Linked DNA regions of Mus musculus: region 1 is linked to region 2. The links are chromatin contacts, called in public HiChIP or PLAC-seq maps. All regions are on one chromosome and are shown on one strand. Each heading gives the region's core, a stretch centred on a gene start, on an enhancer-like site or on the middle of the called end of the contact. The rest is flanking DNA. Distances are from core to core; before and after follow the strand shown.

Region 1 (4,429 bases), core at 1,427-3,926, 630 kb before region 2:
CCTGGTTTGATCCACACTGTTGAGCATGGAGGAAGACTTAGTTGTTCTCTTCCTGGAAGGTGACACATTCTAGAAAACTAGAATGTGCTTTGAAGTTTTAACTTTTTTATTTTTATTATTTATTTATTTATTTATTTATTTACTTATTTTTCGAGACAGGGTTTCTCTGTGTAACCCTGGCTGTCCTGGAACTCACGCTGTAGACCAGGCTGGCCTTGAACTCAGAAATCTGCCTGCCTCTGCCTCCCAAGTGCTGGGATTAAAGGAGTGTGCCACCATGCCCAGCCCTCATAATTTAAAGTAACCATAAGTCAGCTAGTAATAGAACATGTTAAAATTTAACAAGTTAAAATTAACATGCTCTATTAACTGACTATATCACTGTTTTCTATTTGAAAAAAAAAAAAAAAAAAGAACAACAACAACAAAAAGCAACAGCAAAATTCTCCCAAAACTGTGGCACAGAGCTCAGGCTAAGGCACACGTCCTGGAGTATGGCTCAGGCATTGGTACTCTACAAAACAACAAAGTAATAGCAAACAACAGAAACTTCCAAGAAGTCTGTGCTGGACAGTTATATGTTATCATGACACAAGCTAAAATCAGCTGAGAGCCGGGAATTTCAATTAAGAAAATGCCCTCATAAGTTCAGCTGTAGGCAAGACTTGTAGGGCATTTTTTATAGTTGATTGATGTGGGAGGGCCCAGCCCATTGTGGGTGGTGCCATCCTTGGGCTGGTAGTCTTTAGTTTTCTATAAGAAAGCAGGCTGAGCATCCCATGGGGAGCAATCCAGTAAGCAGCACCTCTCCATGGCCTCTGCATCCTAGAGCTCCTGTCTCCAGGTTCTTATCTTGTGTGAGCTCCTGGCCTGGCTTCCTTCAATGATGGATTACAGTGTGGAAGTGTAAGCCAAATAAATTCCTCCCCATGGTGTTTGGTCATAGTGTTTCATCACAGCATAGAAACTAATTAAGACAAAGTCTAATGCCAGTCATCATAAACAAACACACAAACACCGCAGCAGGTAGCTGCTTTTCACTGTAAAATGAGCTGTGGGAAGTGAAGAACGGGTGTGGAACACTGCAGGGTGCAGGGTGGGAAGCTCAGAACACAGAACACAGCATGGGGTTATTAGCCCTGAATGCTGCTGCCCCCAACAGCCAATGCTTACCAGCTTTTCCAACCTACTAGGTGCTGCCAAGAGGTTTGTGTGTGGCCTGTGATTGCTTTCTTCCTGGACTCCATTCTCTTCCAGAGAATGCCCTAGTCAGGTAAGACCCAGGGAAGGAAGCCCCAGAAAGACTTTTTCTTTATAGCTTTTACTCTTTTTAATCATCTCTAAGAGGAGGTTTAGTAACCAGGCTCTATGACAGTGTCACTCAAAAGGAAAAAAAAAAAATCACAGCTGCTTCTTGCTCACAGTGAAACCGGAAGAATCAGGGCATAGAACTAATGTCATTTCATCCCCAAACAAACAAACAAACAAACAGTAAAATTAGCATCTTGAGTAAATACAAACTAGGTATTATTCACCAAAGAAAAAAGCTGGGCAGCTCAAGTGGAGACTACAGAGACTACCTGTCTGTAACATGAGGCTCACTGCCTTTTATTTCATTTTGATTTGATACAGTGGGGAAGTTCTCTGGCCAAGTTATCTGTTAGCAATAAATAGTTCGAACCATCATGAAAAAAAAAAATCGGAAACTTATTTTCTGCCCAAGAAGAGATCTCAGAAGAGCGAACATGTGAATGTTCAGTAAATGGTATGACTGCCATCTTGGAGGCCCGACGGCACAGAGCATGCGCATTGGGAAGTGCTGTGACTCAGACTTGGTCTGACTGTGCCTTTGAGGGAGTCGTGCACGGGTCTTCTGCTTGCTGATAACTGGCAGGATCTTTAGAGAGGTCTCTGATGTGTAAAATAATAAAAAGGAACCCGCCAACTCCCTGGAGGGGCTCCTGCTTCTCTCAGCCCTGCCAACTCCCGGTGTGGTCAACCAGGCAGGCTTCCTGCATGCACTCCTGCTGGCAACTCTCTCTAGCTATCACACCCCTTCCCTGCCCCCTCCCCACCCCCCCTCCCCCAGTATCCCAAGTGTTCCCAACTCTAGCTCGCATGTGATTGGTGGTCCCACATTCCAGTAACCAAGTAAATCAAAACTCTTAAAGTTTAATTAAACAATCAGATTTATGCATCAATAACATCACAATTTACAAGATGCCAATATAATAATTTCAGAGCCAATTGATAATGATAAAGGCTTTATCCCAATATTTCTAACCTTGTGAAATCATAACTACTTGTGGCTGGTAAATGCCATGCAGGTACACGTCTGAAGCCATCTCGGTTCTTCTCGACCCTCGGGGATGCTCCCTCTCTCTGCAGTTCTTAGCTCTGCCCCCTTTTCCCTGTCCAATCACAGACCTCTTCTGCACTAATGTAACTGGACAGGGAAAATCCTGCAAACGTGCCTCCCTAATGGACCACACATTATCCCACCAACAGCCCGTTCAGGTGATGCAGATGAGATTTTCAGCTTCCAAAATGTAAGCAAAATAAGTCTCTTCTTCTAATAAGCACCCCCCCCCCCTCCAAACACAGGTAGTTCATGACGCTAAGATAAAACAAACCAATAAAAACCACATCAGTGAGCTTTGATGGAAAGTTAGCATGGCTGAAGGTGGGTGGTGACCTACAACTGACAGTTCTTTTCTGTTCTGCCTTTGAAAAGGTTAACATTAAGAAGGACATCTCCTGCTGTAAGCACGACCCACTTTCCCCTATTATTTGGTGATTAAAGAACATATTGGAAGTAAGAAGCAAGGACTGGGGATGGGGAGAGAAGTCCACATACCAAGGTCTGAGCTGTTCCTGCACAGTCAAGGGAGTAATCCACACCTCCAGCTGTCAGCTCAGTGATGACATCCTGGACAGGTTTGTCTAGCTCCCTGGGATTCAGGCAGTCAGTGGCTCCCAGGGCCTTGGCTTTTGGGAACTTCTCACCGTTGATGTCAATAGCTATGATTCTGGAAGCACCTGCTATTTTACACCCAATTATGGCAGAAAGACCTACACACCCCAGGCCAAAGACAGCACAAGTGGAACTGGGGGTGACCTGCAGGCAGGAAAAGTACAGAGTGACTTAAAGTTGCTGATCTCAGCTTTTTCTTTCATGGGGGGGGGCGAGATGAGGACCCAGACATGGAATTAAATTTAAAAAAAGGATGCCTGTTATAAAACTCTGATGTAGCCAGTGGTGACAACCTGCCAGTGTGAAGACAGGTGCTTTCCTACCAAAATTTGTAGAATGACTCAAGGGCCATTCATATCTCAGTTCAGAAGGAACAAGCCCAAGTGGAAAAAATTCTCTTCTTTCACCTTTCCCTTCAATGATGTCAGAAAACAATTTAAAACTCCACACAATCTCAAAGGAGTCCGTCCCCCCATTGAAATTGGGTCAGAGGCATCTCTATTTCTTCCTCTCCCTCTCCCTCTCCCTCTCCCTCTCCCTCTTCCTCTCCCTCTCCCTCTCCCTCTCCCTCTCCCTCTCCCTCTCCCTCTCCCTCTCCTCCCTCCCTCTCCCTCTCCCTCCCTCTCCCTCCCTCTCCCCTCCCCCTCCCCTCCCCCTCTCCCTCCCCTCCCTCCCTCCCCTCCCCCTTCTCTTCCCCTCCCCCACCTCTTTTGGACAGGGTTTCTCTGTATAGTCCCGCTGTTCTGGAAGTTGATCAGTAGACCAGCCTGATAGATAGATAGATAGATAGATAGATAGATAGATAGATAGATAGAGACTGATAGACTAACATATGTCTAATGTGTTGAGTAAAGTCTGCAGAGAGAGATGGGCTTCTTCCCTGCAACGCTTCAGGGATGCCTAGGAGATCTTTTATTTTCTTTTTACCATCTTGTCTATTTGACTGTAACCTAGTTAACCTTAAAAGAGTGTTCAAGGGCTGAAGAGATGGCTCAGTGGTTAAGAGCACTGACTGCTCTTCCAGAGGTCCTGAGTTCAATTCCCAGCAACCACATGGTGGCTCAAAACCATCTGTAATGGGATTCGATGTCCTCTTCTGGTGTGTCTGAACACAGCTACAGAGTACTCGTATAAATAACATAAACAAACTTAAAAAAAAAAAGAGTGTTTATATTCTAATAGGAACCCAGGAACACATCTTGTAAGAATATACTCTTTTAAAATCACAAAAGGATGGGAAATTGGTAAATTATTATTGATTGAGGGAGAATAATCTATAGAATCAGGGAGAAAGCAAGATGACAAAATGGAAATAGGTGGGGATTCTCTATTTGCTGTTGTCCCAGGTGAGCATTCATATTCAGGGGTCATGTTTAAATGGGCTTTATATAAATCAGGGAACATCTATATGTAGCTTATTAAGTCAGTGTTTTATATATGCAATATAACTTAATA
Region 2 (4,209 bases), core at 1,426-3,925:
TTGTTTTGATGTCCCTACATTTTGATTTCTACTCTATTAGGTTTCTATGATATTCTATTCTATTCCCGTTTTTCTGTGACAAAATGTCCTTTCTAGGAGAAAGAAATAGCTGGGAATGTTGTCGTTAAAAGCAAAAATAAGGTCTGGGAGAGGTGAATCAATCGTGAGGAGGGTATACAAACATATTGCTCTTGTAGAAGATCTGAGTTCTGTTCCCAGTACCAACATCAGGCTGCCTACAATCACCTGTATCTCCAGCTCCAGAGGATGCAATATCCTCTTCTGGACTCCAAGGATACATGTACATGTACACTGCCCCTCCCTCCACCCCACAAGCACACACACACAAACATGCACGCATACAGATAATTTTTAAAATAATAAAAAAAACCCCAAGTCTAACAAATGGGAATCAAGTGGAAGACTGAACATTTACTAAACTCCTTTCATATGTAGGATATTTTCCTAACCACTGTGTAAGCTCAGTGGGGTGGACCATATGCATGACCTCAATATTTGAGAGGTGGAGTTGAAGGATCAGGAGTTCACGATCATTCTTAGCTTCATAGTCAGTCTGAGGCTAGCCCACTGTATGAGACACTGTCTCAACACCTGTTCTCCTTAATATATTACCATCTTCTATTTATAAAGCCTTATGTGGAGGGCAGTATAATCACCCCCATATACAGATATGGGAACAGGTTTAGAGAGTTACCTGGGTCACAAAATCAGTAGCAAATGGATTGCTTGTTTGCTTTGAATCACTCTTGATCTCACTGTATAGCCCAGGCTTTGATTTTTGATTCTCTCTCTCTGTCTGTCTCTGTCTCTGTCTCTCTGTCTCCCCTTACATTTATTTATCTTCTTAGGAATTCACCATGTAACCCTGGCTGGCCTGGAACTCCTATGGAGATCAGGTTAGCTTCAAACTTACAGAGACTGCCTGCCTCTGTCCCCTGAGTGATGGGATGAAAGGTATGAGCCACTATGCCCAGCCCTGTTTTTGTTTGTTTGTTTGTTTGTTTTTGTTTTGTCTTAAAACACAGGGCCTACCTATATAGTCCCTTCTGGTCTAGAAGTCATTATGTAGTTGAGGCTGGCTTCAAGCTTGCATTAAGTCTGGTCCCATTTCTGACTTCTAACATTGACTTAATTGGGGTGCTAAAAATCTTTTCTATCAGTTCTTATTGCTTAAATGAAGCAATCAAACAATTGAAGTAATTGAAAGCATATGCACAGTTAGACTACAAAGAGGCTCATCTATGACAGGCCTTCACTTTGGCTTTGTTTTCTTTTGCTTTGAGACAGGGTCTCATGTATCACAGGATGGCTTTCAACTCAGCTCACTGTATAGTGGGGATGACCTTCTCCTGAATCCACCTACTGAGTTCTGGGATCACAGGTGGACTTAGTTTTATGAAATGCTAGGGACTGAACCCAGGGCTTCTTACATGTTAGATAGTTACTCTACCAGTTGAGCTACATTTCCAGCCTGGGCCTTTGACCTTTGGCTTTCAGGAGATAATACGTGGGTACCAAATGTGGCCATGACTCTCCAGTGCATTAGGATTGAAAAAGAACTCTCCGTTCAGTGCCAGAGTGTCATGGATTTGGGTCCTGCTATTTCTGAAGCTTTTCCTCGCCTTTTCCTTTTCTACTATAGCTAGAAACAGATTTAAAGTGGGAGGGAGGCAAGACAACCAGAGAGCAAGAGGGTGAGAAAGAGCTATTGCGTGTTTGGTTGGTTTGGAGGCATCCCAGGCTCTATTGCTACTCATCGTCCTTGTCCTTTCCTCCAGGCTCCTGTAGGACCATGGTGGTTGCGACTCTGCATCCAGTTGGATGTTCCCCGGCTTCCCATCTTGTTGTTCTGATGCTTCAATCCTTTTTGTCATCAAGACCTGTCTGCCAATGCCTTGCAAAGCAAATCTTTGGTAACCGACTTATGCAAATGACCTAATGAGTCTACCTTGTAGATTCTTAGTTCAGGGTTCAGTTCACTGCTGGCAAGTATGACACAGCATGTTTTATTCTCCACGAGACTTGGGTATCTAAGAGTGTTCTTTTACTTTCTCTGGCAATGCTGGAGATGGACTGCAAAACCTCTCTCCTGCTAGACAACCACTCTTCTATTGAGCTAGCCTCATCCCTTCTATACAAACTCCCGTGCCAAAGAAAGCAGAGAAAGTTCTCTTGCTCTTTCTCTGCCCTAAACTCATTCTGTTCTCTCCAGGCTGCAGGAGAACACACTTGCCTGTGCCAGCCAAGGCTTAAAAAACACAGTACCGTCTTTCACATGAAGGCATCATGCCGAAAGTGGTTATGTGAAAGTTGTCTGGCATGAGAAAGCAGTCACTTTTAATCAGAGGCAGACTCACAGGAAGGTAAATAGATCAAGTTTAAACTTTACTGACATTCAATTCTCACAAGCAAAGGGCCTTTGCAAGCACACTCAAAATAAGGTATTTTGGTTCCAGTTGGCTGGGATCGTTCTCGGTTTTTGACTTCTTCCCAGTCCTGTTTGTTCTCCAATCAACTGTCAGCGAAAGGCTGCATGTGGGAAGTTGGCTGGGAGTACATCTAATTTGAGTTTATCAGGCACATTCATTTCCTTACCCCCTTTATCCGTGAAACACCACTGTACCTCTAGTTGGTAGTCATGGCCTCACCCTCACTAAGGTCACCATGGCAATTCATGATCTATACCTGACTCATACTTTTGCCCATAGCCGTCTCATGGTTGGCATGTGTTCTAGAAAATTCAGAACACCCAGTGTTTGACATAGCCATAGCATCAGAGATGTGGCCAAGCTGTAGGCTGTTATTTTGTACTCTGCATCAAAAATACTGGGGCCAAAGTGGCACAGCGGGGGGAGAATCTAACGACCTGAGCTTGAACTCAGGTCTCACCAAGATCTGAGCATGCTCCACAACTACCACAAAGTAATAATGAAAGAAGTATGTGGGTGGGTGGAGGAGAGGAAGAGGTTTCAAATGTGCTCTAGATATTATAATCCTAAACGTTGACGGAAATATGTTTAAGAAAATTAATGTAAGTCTTCCTAACATTGCCTATAGCCCTACAATGTTATACGAAATTAACTCTAGTGAGTTATGTATATGTGTATGTGCATGCATGACCATGTGTGAGTGCATGCCACAATGTGTGTGCTTGCCAGGGAAGTCAGAAGAGGGCTCTGGATGCCCTGGAGTTGGAGTTACAGGTGGTTGTAAGCGACCTGACATGGTTACTGGAAACTGAATTCTGGTCCTCTGGAAGACCAGTGTAGGTTTTCAACTGCAGAGGCATCTGGCTCTCATAAACTCTCTCCCTGGCTGAGGATGGCCTTAAACTTCTGACGATCCTGCCTTTACCTCCTGAATGCTGGAACTGTACCTGTGCAATGTCACATGTAATCTGACTTTGCTCTTGTTTGCAGCCATGTCCCCGATGACTGAGGACACAGAGGATTCGGTTGCTGGCCTCAGCTGTGGTTCTCCTTTGCTGGAAGTTTTGAAGTATCATGAAACAGAAAAAAGTTGAATTATATATTTTATTAAATATTTTGTATTCGCGGTGTGTGTGCATGTGCACGCGTGTGTGCTTTAATGCCGCAGCATTTGTATGGAGGTCAGAGAACAGCTTGCAGGAGGTAATTCCCTGCTTCTATCCTGTGAGTTGCAGGGATTGAACTTGGGTGATCAGTCATAGCCACCAATGCCTTTACTCATCTTGCTGACTGGGAGGAGAGATGCAGGGGATGGGGGGTGGGGCGGCTGTGATTGTGATGTAAAGAATAAATAAAATAAATAAATAAATTAGGGGCAGACAAAAATTATGATTGTATAACTGGAAAAAAGAATCTTTCTGTAGCTCAGGTTTCCTCAGTTTATTTCAGCAGCAGTGTTTGCGTTGCTGAAGGAGAAAACGGAGTTCCTTTTTGCTGATGAGAAAGGGGTCTCCATAGGCAAGGCTGCCCTTAAGCTTCTCCTCCCTTTGCCTGGGATTACAACATGGAACGTGCCACGTGACATACATGTGACAACGTGACACTGGTAAACAGGGACTCTTTTGTTGCCTTCCTTTCCCGGGAATTAGTCAGAATCAGGAGGTTCCTTAAAATCTACAGGTTCCTGACCTGTCCAGTGAGATGTCAAGCCATACACCCGTTAAAGGGAGCAGGCCCAGTATTAATCATTTACTTTGCA

Evidence for each region. HiChIP or PLAC-seq counts read pairs in DNA pulled down with a chosen protein or histone mark.
Region 1: a contact with region 2 is called in a BATF HiChIP or PLAC-seq map of CD8 T cells, with 7 read pairs. The contact joins two enhancer-like sites. A contact is called at or near these places in 5 of 39 promoter capture datasets (the 3T3-L1 cell line, the HPC-7 cell line, embryonic stem cells and 1 more), 1 of 15 datasets of contacts at CTCF or cohesin (the NIH/3T3 cell line), 19 of 484 Hi-C or Micro-C datasets (CD4 T cells, the G1E-ER4 cell line, the HPC-7 cell line and 13 more) and 3 of 115 datasets of contacts at active chromatin or transcription factors (CD8 T cells, embryonic basal ganglia and forebrain).

The regions. Positions count from the first base shown.
Region 1 is chr3:138,422,683-138,427,111 of GRCm38.p6, reverse strand. Adh4 (alcohol dehydrogenase 4 (class II), pi polypeptide) reads right to left here. Exons shown (of 9, transcript NM_011996.2): 6 at 2,858-3,118. Among named protein-coding and RNA genes, the nearest start is that of Adh4, 9.4 kb to the right of the region's middle. Within about 2 kb of position 2,676, at least 10 of the 459 cell types and tissues checked have an H3K27ac peak or open chromatin away from gene starts, as enhancers often do. A contact at or near this core is called in CD8 T cells and Th2 cells, where this site is marked.
Region 2 is chr3:137,794,632-137,798,840 of GRCm38.p6, reverse strand. It overlaps Gm31678 (a long non-coding RNA gene), which reads left to right. Exons shown (of 3, transcript XR_376121.2): 2 at 1,800-1,934; 3 at 3,441-3,572. Among named protein-coding and RNA genes, the nearest start is that of Gm31678, 5.9 kb to the left of the region's middle. Within about 2 kb of position 2,675, at least 12 of the 459 cell types and tissues checked have an H3K27ac peak or open chromatin away from gene starts, as enhancers often do. A contact at or near this core is called in CD8 T cells and Th2 cells, where this site is marked.